Regions from separate parts of the Mus musculus genome. Here region 1 is linked to region 2. A link is a contact called in public HiChIP or PLAC-seq data. All regions are on one chromosome and are shown on one strand. Each heading gives the region's core, a stretch centred on a gene start, on an enhancer-like site or on the middle of the called end of the contact. The rest is flanking DNA. Distances are from core to core; before and after follow the strand shown.

The links. HiChIP or PLAC-seq counts read pairs in DNA pulled down with a chosen protein or histone mark.
Region 1: a FOXA1 HiChIP or PLAC-seq map of pancreatic cancer cells shows a contact between it and region 2. The contact joins the promoter of C2cd4c here to the promoter of Palm in region 2. A contact is called at or near these places in 1 of 39 promoter capture datasets (liver), 3 of 484 Hi-C or Micro-C datasets (the N1E-115 cell line, cardiomyocytes and embryonic stem cells), 1 of 115 datasets of contacts at active chromatin or transcription factors (pancreatic cancer cells) and 1 of 9 other capture datasets (liver).

What each region holds. Positions count from the first base shown.
Region 1 is chr10:79,611,505-79,617,256 of GRCm38.p6, forward strand. It overlaps C2cd4c (C2 calcium-dependent domain containing 4C), which reads right to left and starts at 2,514. Exons shown (of 2, transcript NM_198614.3): 1 at 2,253-2,514; 2 at 1-1,834. The coding sequence starts at 1,807. The coding sequence ends at 548.
Region 2 is chr10:79,789,400-79,795,803 of GRCm38.p6, forward strand. It overlaps Palm (paralemmin), which reads left to right and starts at 4,173. Exons shown (of 9, transcript NM_023128.4): 1 at 4,173-4,341. The coding sequence starts at 4,337. It also overlaps a transcript of Prss57 not described here.

The DNA of each region.
Region 1 (5,752 bases), core at 1,264-3,763, 180 kb before region 2:
CTGTGCCAAAGAGCCATCAGCCAAGAGTCACCGCCTCCTTCGGCTCTCTGTGCACTCTGGCTTTCTTGATTCCCGCAGCCAAGCCCTCCTGTAGCTCTAGATGGCACATCAGCGCCAGAACTTGGGAGGTTAGGCCTACCTGGAGCCAGCCTGGCCAGGGAGGATGACTTCCCACAGACTGGGGGAAGTCTCAAAGAAGTTATCGGAGCATCTGAGCAACCGGGCCGTGCGGGAAAAACACCCGCGTGCAGCCAAGCGGGGGGGGGGGGGGGGGGCGGGGGGCGGGGGACAAGTTCCACACTCAGGAAACTCTGTTCTGGGTCCCAGCTGCCTTAGGTACCAGGATCCTGGGACTGCTACGAACCCCACAACTCTATGTGGATGGGCCAAGGTGGAGGGGGAAGGGGTTCCAGTCAGCAATATTTGCCCCAGCAGCCCATCTCCTAAGCGCACTCCACTAAGAGACCCAGGGAAAGCGGGGCAAGAGGCCCCGCCCACCCTCACCCGGCTCAGCTGAGCTAAGTATAGAAGGGAGGAACCAATGACCTCACAGAAAGGGCAACAGGGAGGTCAGTGGCAATTCCTCCTCCCCCAGGAGTGTGTCCCGCTTGAGGCTGCTACCCTTATTGACCACCTTGATCCTGAGGGCCAGCTTACGCACACTGGCTGGCCCCAGGCCATCAAAGAAGAAGTCCTCGTTGAAGATGGGGTGGCGGCTGTTTTTGATGATGGTGCTCCGCTGCTTCTGCAGCTTCCCGGGCACCAGGCACAGCCCCACGCAGCAATTGATGCTCCGGGCATCACAGGGCCGGTCATACAGGCCCTCGGCCGCCAGCAGGCGCACACGCAGGCGGGCCTGAGCAGCCTCGTACTCGGCCAGCAGCCTCACGCTGCCCCTGGTGCCCATCTTCACTGTGTGCTCTCCACGTGGTGCCTGGCCAGACTCCGGGCCTGGCTCCGGGGTAGCCCTGCGGGACAAGCGGCGACGGACACCTGGGCTGGTGTCTGGTGTGCTATCATCCGCAGACAGGGAGCCATGGCGACCTACCGACTGTTTCAGCTGGCTCACTTTGGCCTGGCTGTCCTGGGCGAAGCCCTTGAGCAGCGATACAGAGCGAGACAGCAGAGGGGACCCGAAGGGGGACGACTCAGCAGAGGACCCTGTGTCACTTTCCCCGCCACTGAAGTAGCGGCTAGGGCTCATCAGGGCCCCCCCAACCTCCCGGGATCCCCCATCACCTCCATTGCCCTTGGCCCCTGCTCGCCGGCGGCCAGCACCAGGGGATCCGACCTGGGCCAGGGCCCCGTGCTCACTGTGGAAAAGGGACTCCTTGCGCCTGGTGTGGGGGCTCTCGGCCAGTGTGGCAAAGCCATAGGATGTCTGAGCCTTGGGCACAGAGGGCAATGACATGGCACCCTGCGCCTGGGGGTCAGCGTTGGTGGCTTCCTCGGCTGTCCAGTCCTCCGCACTCTCTATCTGAATCACATGTCGTGTGGCTGCCTTCAGCAGGCTCCTGCTCTCTGAGGCCAACTTGGCCGGCAGCCGGGGACTGCGAGGTGCTCGACGGGGCCCAGGTGAAGCCAGGTTTTGCTCTGAGGTGGAGGGGCCCAGGTCCGCCTGTCCCTCAGCCTCTGTGGGGCCAGAGGGCAGCTTGGGCGGGATGAAGAAGTCGGGGATCTTGTCCGGAGTCAGCACGTTGCTATACAAGGGACCCTTGGAAGACTTGTCCCCAGCCTCACCGCGGCTGGCTCCGTTCTCCCCAGACCCCCGAAGTCGTTCCAAGAACCACATGTTGGTTTTTCTCATGAGGGCGACAGGCAAGAGACCAGGAGTCTGAGGAAAGAAATAGGAGTCAGAAGTGACACTTGTGCTCAAATGTCACCTGTCAGGGCTGTCAAAGGGTCGGACTTGTGTTAAGGGGTCACCTTAGGGTTATCAAGAAGTTGGCATTTATGCCCAGCTGTCAACTGACTGTCAGGGATGTCAGGGGGTGGTACTGTACATGGGAGTCATCCGCCAGGGCCCCATGGGCTTGACACCTGGTTCAGGGGTCACCACCTGTTAGGGTTGAAGCCAGCGTAGTGTAGGATCACGCTGAGCACTTGGGGCGCCCTGAGCAGGGTCAGTCTCCCACGCGAGCTGGGCCCGGCCTGTATCCTGCGCACCCACCCACCACCACCTCAGGGGATCGGGGTCCCCCCAGGGAACCACAGGCCTGAGCATCCCGGCCCCGCCCCCAGCTGCCACCCACCTGTGGCTTCACTCAGCTGCTGCGCTGTGCGTTGGGGGAGGCGGCGACAGCCCTGGGCCCGGTGCAGCGAACTGACCGCGCCCCCGACTCCCTGTGCGCCGGGTATGGGTAGCGCGGAGCGCGCTGGGCTCACCTGCCCCACGGGCTGCGGCGACTCCGGAACGCGGAGCTAGGCTACAGCCCGGCGCAGCTGCGAGCGAGGCGGTAGCGCAGTGGCCAGCTCTCCTCTCGGCGCGGGAAACCGCCCACCAAGCCGTATTCCTCCGATTGCGGCCGCGCGCCCGCGTCCTCGCAATCCGCGAGGGGCGGGGCCTCCCGAACTGGCGGGGAATCGGGGGCAGGGCTCCTAATATAAATAGGGCGGGTCTGCATGCGGAGCTGGGCCTAGGAGACAGTCTCCTGGTTCAAGCTGAGGAGGGGGGAGGCGGAGCTACTGGTAAATAGGGTGGAGCCTGAAGAAGGGGCGGAGCTGGCAGGAGTGTCTGGACTACATTGTTCCAGCCAGGGGCAGGGTTGGTAGCACTGAACCACCTGCCTGGTACAGGGTGGATGGGGCATTGCCTCCTGGTACAGAGAAAGAGTTCTGTGAGGGGTGAGGGGTGATACCAACTTGTATAGCCTGTGGTCCTGGGCAAGACCCAGACTACTGATCTAAGCCTCCTGATGCTAGACTGAATGGAATACATAGAGTCTGGAAGGGGAGCTGAGGGGCGGGGCTTGTGTCACTGAATCCAGCTGAGTCTAGCTGTACCACTTCTAGTCCCAGCCTCTCCTCTCAGCTCTGGGGAACACAACAGATCCCTTCACTAGCCAGCTGGTCTTCAACCAATAATAATAACTCTAATGATTGGAATTGGGAACTGAGTCCCAATCAGCCTCTACATGACCTTCTCCATCTCTGGTTCCCATGGCCACCCAGCAGGGAGTCAGTCATCCTCAGCGTTTGTAGATGAGGTGACAATTTCACTCTAGGAGAACAACCCACCCAGAGAAAGGCCTGGTCACTGTTGGCTGGGTTTCCACAGCTCAGCATCAGGTACTTGGTGTAATACACCTTCCATGGGCCTACATTTATCTGGTACCCATCTATGGCCAAATGACCCAGATGCTGGGAACAGTCTGATGGCTATCCTAGTGACCAATGAAACAGGTAGCCATGGAACAACACACCGGCGAATGACAATATAGGTGTGTGGCTCTCCATGACAAAGCTATAACAGTCCTGGAGTGGTGACACACACCTTTAATTCCAGCATTTGGAGGGGGAGGGGAGCAGAGGCAGGCAGATCTCTATGTGAGTCTAGCCAGGTCTACATAGCAAGTTCCAGGACAGCCAAGGTTACATAGTGAGACTGTCTCAAACCAAACAAAAACAAAACAAACAAAAATCTTGTAACAGGAAATCTAGAGGGCAATGGAAGAAACTGCCATCCATCAGCCATGGCAAAAGAGACCTAGCAGGGTAAGGCCAGGCTCAACCTAAGGTTAGCTACAGGATCACAGCCCCCAGGAACCAGGTGCCTTGGGCTTGCTCTACTGGCGCTTCAATCCTGTGGCTGACCATACTTCCCTCTGTGTGATGGCAGGTAAGTCTCCCAACCTCTGAGCCTCTATAGGTGAGCAAGCATCTTAGCCAAGGGTGTCCTGACTCACCCCAGAGCCTGGCTCCCATAACTCAAGCAGCAAAGGACCCCAAAGGCTGGCTCCCATACCTGAGCACAACTGCTGGCTCCTGCACTGATGTACCTGGAAGCTTAGAAATGAAGGCCCTCTGGCAGTGGTGGCGCACACCTTTAATCCCAGCACTTGGGAGGCAGAGGCAGGCAGATTTCTGAGTTCGAGGCCAGCCTGGTCTACAGAGTGAGTTCCAGGACAGCCAGGGCTACACAGAGAAAACCCTGTCTCAAAAAAAAGAAAGAAAGAGAGAGAGAGAGAGAAAGGAAGGAAGGAAGGAAGGAAGGAAGGAAGGAAGGAAGGAAGGAAGAGAGAGAGAGAGAGAGAGAGAGAGAGAGAGAGAGAGAGAGAGAGAGAAAGAAAGAAAGAAAGAAAGAAAGAAAGAAAGAAAGAAAGAAAGAAAGAAAGAAAGAAAGAAAAGAAAGAGAGGAAATGAAGGCCCATGGGGAAAGGTATCTGGAAGTGGGTCCCCAAACCCACCCTCTTGGCCCCTGTAGACCCCACCCTGCGGCGAGGAAGCCTGGCCCTTCTAGCTGGCAGATGGCAAACAGGAGGAGCCTCAGTCAACAAAGCCGTCTGCCGCTTTCTGAGCTAAGCAGAGTCATTGGCAGAGGCAGACGTGGCCAAACCCCTCCTATCCAGGACTTGGGCTCAGCTCTTGTTGCAGAGAGATCCAAGAATAGGAGGTATATCGATCTGGCTTCTTCCTGCAGTCCTGAGTCGTGCCACCTCCTGCTGTGTGACCTTTGCCCCCAGGCCAGTGGGAGGGGTATTTCTCAGAGGTCTGTGAGGCTTTCTGCTCCTATCTGAGGCTAAAGAAATGGCTCCGTGCTTAAGAGAACTTTGCTCTCAGAGGATCTAGGTTCAGTTTCTAGCACCTACCTGGTGTGCAGATATACACATGAGCAAAACACTCATACACATAAAATTCAATGCAATACTATAGAATTAAGACTCAAGGGCCAACCCTGTGACCACACACAGCTTTAGCAAGGACACTCAGAATGGTGGGCTGTGGGCATAGGGACCTGACTGCCGCTCCTCCATAGCCTATTCACTTCCAGACATGTGCAGCCCTTGGCAGGTCTACAGGAAGCTGGATCTCCTGTCTCTGTGTAAGGGGCTTATGGACACTTCAGAGGAATGACAAACCCAGAATTTGAACTCAGAAATCTCTCTCCTACACCCATCCCAAGATTCCTCGGGCTGGAACATTTGTTAAGTAGTTGACGGTGTAAAAGGTAGGGCTGTAGATAGAACCCCCGCAGAGCCAAGCATGTGGGCTTCTTGGCCCTGTTCATATCACACCTGGGCACCCTAGACTCCGCTGACTCAGGGATCAGGGAGATGACAGGGTCTGGCAGCTCTGCCATTCTTGCCACCGCTCACCAAGAACAGGCCTTTGTCAAGTTGCCTGCTCTCCAGGCACCCATCTCCTAATCTTCACAATGAGATTTGGAGTCTACACTCAGACATGTTCAGAGCAGCATCACACACAGGACTTGAGAGAGGATGGGTGCTGGACCTTGGGGAGGCCAAGGATATGGATGGACTCATAAGTGAGTGGAACTCATCTAGACACCTCCTTGACCCAGGTCCCTGAATCTAACCACACTTCCTCTTCCAGGTTCTCAGACATCCTGTCCTGTCGATGGACACTTCCCGCCATAGTGGTTCTTTTCACTGGAAACCAAGTTTATGGCCTTGTGCTTAAGAAGCCCAGCAGCTCTCTCCAGCACTCCTCAGCCCCATGTCCTTCACCAGTCCCTAGGCAAGCCAGCTTCACATGCGTGGGTGTCTGTGCATACTCTCACCAGAAGTCCTGG
Region 2 (6,404 bases), core at 2,923-5,422:
TACTTCCTTGGAAGAACTGGGGACATAGCAGAGAGTGACCCTAAGGTCTGGAGTCCAGAGACCACCCATCAGGATATGTGCTGGGCTTGGGTTTCCTCGTGGTGGGGACCTTTGGGAGAGAAAGTTCAGTTATCTGGCCTCTAATTCAATACGCTCTTGAACTAGCTATCCAGCTGAGAATAGCCCTGAACGCCTGCCTGCCTCTCCCTCCTCTATCCTCCAAGTGCTAAGGCCACAGGTGTTGTCTACCATGGACCCACGTAAGGTGGGAACATAAGCTTCCCCTAGGTTGTGAGATGGAGCCCAGAGCACACACTGGCTGGGCTTGTACTGGTCCATGCTTGTTAGCAGATGCTGCAGCTTTAATTAAGTCTGCTACAGGCTATGCCCTAGTTGGCCTGTAGGACCCACCCCAGGGCTGATGCAAATGGTAGGTACCTAAGAGCAGAGAGGGGCTTGGGTGAACTCAGGGTGCACAGTGGTCCCAGACAGCTCAGGAAGGGGAGAGGGCTCAGGGTCAGCAAGGGCATCCTGCAGGAGAAGGCACTGTTGTCTTAGCAACAACCTCCCAAAAGGGTCACTCCATCCCCCACTGAGGATGCAGGGGGAAGCTCTGCACCATTGGCCTTTGAGGGAGCCAGGGCTCAGGAAGGTAGTAGTGACCAGACACAGAGCAGGAGGGGAAGGAGGGAGAGACCCCAGAGAGCCAGGGCCAGAGGAACATAAGAGAGTAACAGAAACAGGTGAAGGTGGAATGAGACAGAGAGGGAGGGGAAGACAAAGACAGAGATAAGGACAGAAAGAAAGCCAAGCCTGAAGAGGATGCATACCTTTAACTCCAGCTCTCTGGAGACACTGGCAGATGGGTCTCTGAGATTAAAGCCAGCCTGTTTTACAGAGTGAGTCCTTGCCAAACAAAAAGCAAGCAAGCAAGCAAACAAACAAACAGAAAGCAGGTCTGGGGAGAAGGCTTAGCAGTTTAGAGCACTGGCTACTCTTCCAAAGGACCTGGGTTTGGTTGATAGCACTCACATAGTGGCAGTGGATCTGTCCCCACTTCTGGCTCCTGTGGGTACTGCATGCATGTGGTATATACACACAGAAAAACACTCAGAAAATAACAAATAAAATAAATGAGAGGGAGACAGAAACAGAGATGAAGACAGCGATATAAAGAGAAATCAGCGGGGATGACGACAGAGAGTGGGAAGGTGTGTGATGCAGGGTGGGCGCGTGCCTTTAGTCCTAGCTCTAAGGCAGAGGCAGGCAGATCTCTGTGAGTTCAAGGCCAATCAGGTCTATAGAGTGAGTTCCAGGACAGCCAGGGCTACACAGAGAAACTGTGTCTCAGGGGGGAAAAAAATCGCACAGCAAGTGCAGGAAAAGTTCAGGCTGCAGACGCAGGAGCCCTGTTGCTTCTCTGTTTCCTTCTGCTTTGATGAATGGTTGTGAAACCATCTTGCACTCACCTCAACTGCCAACTGCCAAGCTCCCAGCAGCCATCTGGACCCTGGCCTGGCCTGAGAAACCCAGGAAGGGCTCCCATCTCCGTTCTGGGGCATCTGGGAACCCTTTGAGATATTAATTAATTTATTTATTTATTTATTCACTGCCTGATTTTTGTGTTTTTGAGACACTATGTGTATATAGAGACCCAGTGAAGATCTGTCAGTGGCTTTGACAATGAGAGACGAATGGTGTGCAAGGCTCAGACATGCCCCCAGCTCACCAACCAGGACGTTGGCTCTCCATTTCCTCCGACTCTCCTGGAAGTGGCTCTCTTTTTCTTAGACAAGGACTCAGGTAGCCAGGTTGCCCCCAAACTCACTATGTAGCCAAGGATAACCTGGGACTTTTATCCTCTACTTCCCAGGTGCTGAGGTGACAGATTTGTATAGCCACATCAGCTCACTTCGGGCTTTTTTCTTTTTAAGATTTATTTATTTATTTATTTAATATATGTGGTGAGTACACTATTGCTCTCTTCAGACACACCAGAAGAGGGCATCATATCCCATTACAGATGGTTGTGAGCCACCATGTGGTTGCTGGGATTTGAACTCAGGACCTCTGGAAGAGCAGCCAGTGCTCTTAACCATTGAGCTATCTCTCCAGCCCATAACTTTAAAAATACATATCAATACATACACACATACACATTGGTCTCCCTAGGTAGCCCAGGTGGGCCTGGCACTTGTGGTCAGGGAGACTCGGCATGTGTCACCATGCCCAACTCCAGCATCCCTTACTTTTTAATACTTGATTTTGCTTGTATGCATGTTCTGTGTGCAGTGTAAGCACATGCGAGTGGGGCATGGAGAGCAGCCCCAGCTCTCCTTCCTTACCATCTATCTGATTTTCTAGGGCAGGATCTCTCCCTGGCCTCAAACTTGCCTTGTGCTATGACGGATGGCCAGGGAACCCCAGAATGCTTGTGTCTCCCCTTCCCCAGTGTTGAGCTTACCACCATGTTGAGCATGCCACCATGTGGGTAGGGATTAAACACAGACCACTGCTTGCACAGAAAACGCTTCAAATCTTCTTTTTAAAATAAATAATTCTTTAAATATTTTTTTAAAGATTTATTTATTTTACCTATGTGAGTACATTGTCACTGTCTTCAGACACACCAGAAGAGGGCGTCAGATCCCATTACAGATAGTTGTGAGCCACCATGTGGTTGCTGGGAATTGAACTCAAGACCTCTGGAAGAGCAGTTTTAACTACTGAGCCATTGCTCCAGCCCAGCACTTCAAATCTTTTTTTTTTTTTAAAGATTTATTTATTTATTATATGTAAGTACACTGTAGCTGTCCTCAGACACTCCAGAAGAGGGAGTCAGATCTTGTTTCGGATGGTTGTAAGCCACCATGTGGTTGCTGGGATTTGAACTCCTGACCTTCAGAAGAGCAGTCGGGTGCTCTTACCCACTGAGCCATCTCACCAGCCCTAAATCTTAACTCACTTGCTTAGGAGACAAAGATAGTGTCCTGAATCCCCAGAGCATACAGTAAGAACTCAGTCATTCTCTTTTGACTGAAAAGACAGTGGTCCAGGAACATGGAAGATACCAGCTGTCAGTCTGAGCATCTAATAATGCAGGCTCAGCAAAATATAGCATTCAGCCTGTCTTTGTCAGTAAAGTTTTATTGACACACAGCATAGAGCCCATCAATGTTGATAAAGTTTTATTGACACAGAACCACTTCACAGATCTCCTCCAGCTCCTCTGGTGTTCATGATAAGTGTACTGTCCTTGCAACACAAACCACCTGGCCAACAATGCTGGCAGTGTTTACTATCTGGCCTTTTATCTGAAAAGTTCGCCTGACCCTCAGTGTGTCCAGGTGAGACGACACCGTTAGCCCTCTAGCATCTGAGGAGGTGGGATGGGCAGAGAGGTGAAAAGGCTGAGAAACAGACACAGAATCACACACCACTATACCGGTGAGCCCAGATCCAAACCCAGGGAAGATAGGTGTGGTGGTGCAGGCCTGGCTAAGGCAGTGGGTACTTTCAGGACAGCCTAGTCTACATATTAGTCTACATAATTTCAAAAGAAGTCCAAGGGAAAGTGGGTGGCTTGGCAGGAAGGCAGTGGAAGATGTCCTGGGACCTCCACGTGCACACAAAGTGAGCATACAGTCTCCAAAACCAAACCAAAGGACAACGACTCTATCAGAGAAGCGAATTTTGTGACTCACTCTCCCTGCGCTGCCCCAAGGCCCAGTGAGTGTCTAAGGCCAAGGAGCTGCAGTCCAGGCAGAAAGTCACATGGTGCACTCTCTGAGGGAGACAGGCCCTATGTCTTTCTTACTGTGGCTCTCCAGTGCCCTGGGAACAAAGTCTAAGTTCACCCAATACCCCTTTGCTCAGTCTGGCAGCATCACAGGGCTGACTAAACTCCTGAGTTCAGTAAACCATATCCAGCCATTGGCCCAGGCTGGGCCTCGTGCAGGAACTGAACCCCCTCAAGAGCTGCTGCTGTGGCTCTCTCGCGGGTCGGGGGTCCGACTTGGGGCCCTAAACTATATCAGGACTCCTTTCATTCCATGGAGAACTCAGGGTGACTGGGTCCGGGATCTCTGCGACGTTTTGGGGTGCAGCTGCGCGGTGCGGAGCGTCTGCGGCCAGCAGGAGGCGCGCGCGGGCGCGAGGGATACAGGGAACGCGCAGAGGCGGCGCGCACACGAGCCCACCCGGCCGCGCCCGGACAATACCCGGCGCGCTGGGGACGATGCCCGCCCCGGTGCCGCCCCCGCGCCGCACAGCCCCGGCCGCCAGGCCCTAGAGTCGGCCCTGCCCCGCGCTGCACCGCCCACGGACCTCGCGGGAGATGGAGTGAGTACCCGGCCGCGCGCGCTCTGACGCCCCAGGCCCCCAACGGGGAACCTAGAGGCGACGCGGGGAGACCGTGCCCAGCTGCAAAAGGGAAGGATCGAGCTGGGCCGCGCACTCCAGGCCTGGTCCCCAATCAAGCTGGAGGGGGGGGCACCTGGGTTGCACCACACATCTCTTGCAGGATGCAAAGGAGAGAGGCCCACGCGCGCGCAAGACCCTTTATCCAAGCTGGGCCACCTGTGGGTGGGCGCCCCCCCCCCAAGAGGCTGCGGGACTTCGGAAGTAATGGGACCCTTACTCAAGAGGCTGGGTGCTCCCCGCTTCCCCTCCCCCAGCTTCGGCTTGCTGCTCCTGGCGCTTCTGTCGGTCCTTCCTGCGCTCTGCCCTCCTCGTGGCCTCTTCTGGGTCCGCAGCCTCTTGGCCAAACCAATTCCGACCCCTTAGATGTCCTGAGTTGCCACTGGCTGGAGAGGTAGATTTCTGTGGAGAGCTAGGCGGGCGGTTCCCTGACAGAAGCTTTAATCAGATTTCCCCCTTTCCCTCTAAGAGTATCCCCTCCCCCTTCCCAGAAAAAGCGGGGACCAGATGGTGTGACTCAAAGGAGTGGCTGACTGAGGTTGAAAATGATGGTGGAACCCAGTCCCCAAACCTAGTCTGAGTGAGCTGGGGTCTGTTTGTGTGGGTTTGCGAAGCGATGGGCAGTGGAAGATTTCATACGCACCGGGGCCCGTTCAGGCATGCAGCCCGCTCTGGGCAACGTGAGGGTGTCCCCCAAGCCCCTTACTCCCACAGGTGGGAAAGATAGGTGGTCTAGGGGTGCTTGACAAGCCTGGTGGTAGGAAAACATCTTCTAGGTCACAAATCTGCCTGCTTGGTGTCTTGGGGCATCCCACACAGGGAGCCTGTCCTTACCGAAGCCAGGGCTGGGACAGAGCAGTCTGGCCAGCCCGACTTGGCTGGTGACCGCTCCCCCTGCCCTTCCCTCTCTGGGTGTGTTTTGTGCAAGACAACTTTCCTCTTGGGATTAACCCGTGACCCGCCACACCCTCCGATGGGTGGGAGCTGTCACATCCTTCCCTGGCCAAGAAGGCTGACACCCAGCCCTGGCGTCCTTTACTTCAGAAAGCCCAGACAAAGGCCTGGCTGCTCCTCCGCCCTGCCCCGGGAGCCCAGCCAGGGGCTCAGGGGAGCCAGGGCCTGCACTTGCCTGCCCCACATCCCCTGGCTTGTTTATCTGTTCTGCTGGCCTGGCCCAAGAGAGCCTCTGACAGTGGGGGGCCAGGCCCGGGTGTGGGGTGTGGCTGTGGTCAGTGGGCAGGTGACAGAACCTCCCACCCAGAACAGCAGATGAAAGGGTTGTTTCTGGTTAGGCCCCCTATTGTTTCCTGTTCTTCTAGCCTTTTTTCCCACTGGGGATCCTAAGGCTCAGAGGGGACTAGATGATAGCCCAGAGCCACACAGCATACCCAGAGGCCCTTAGCACCTGCTGAAAGGCTCTCCCTGGGTGGCAGTCTATCTCTTACAGTAGCTGAGAATGAGAGAAAACCTCTCTTAGGTTTCCAGTTGACACCAGGTGGGGTGAATGCCATCTGGACCGACCAGGCCAGTCTTGGACACCTGACTTCCACCACAATCCTTTTCCACAAGGGCTAAACTCACTGCAACTCATTCCTTTGATGAACTTCATGGCCCAGAACATGAGATGGTTGCAAAGGCTAGCAGAAAGAGGATGCTCGTGCTGCATTTTAAAGGTCGTCTGTGTGTGTGTGTGTGTGTGTGTGGTCTCTGTGCGTTCCAGGTCAGCCAGGGTTACATAGAAAAACCCTAGCTAAACAACAGCAAAAAGCATTTTAAATTTTAAGAAAGTAATGCTGGGCGTGGTGGCGCACGCCTTTAATCCTAGCAGAGGCCAGCGGATTTCTGAGTTCGAGGCCAGCCTGGTCTACAAAGTGAGTTCCAGGACAGCCAGGGCTATACAGAGAAACCTTGTCTCGAAAAACCAAAAAAAAAAAAAAAAAAGAGAGAGAGAGAGAAAGAAAAAAAAAGAAAGTAAATATATGCAT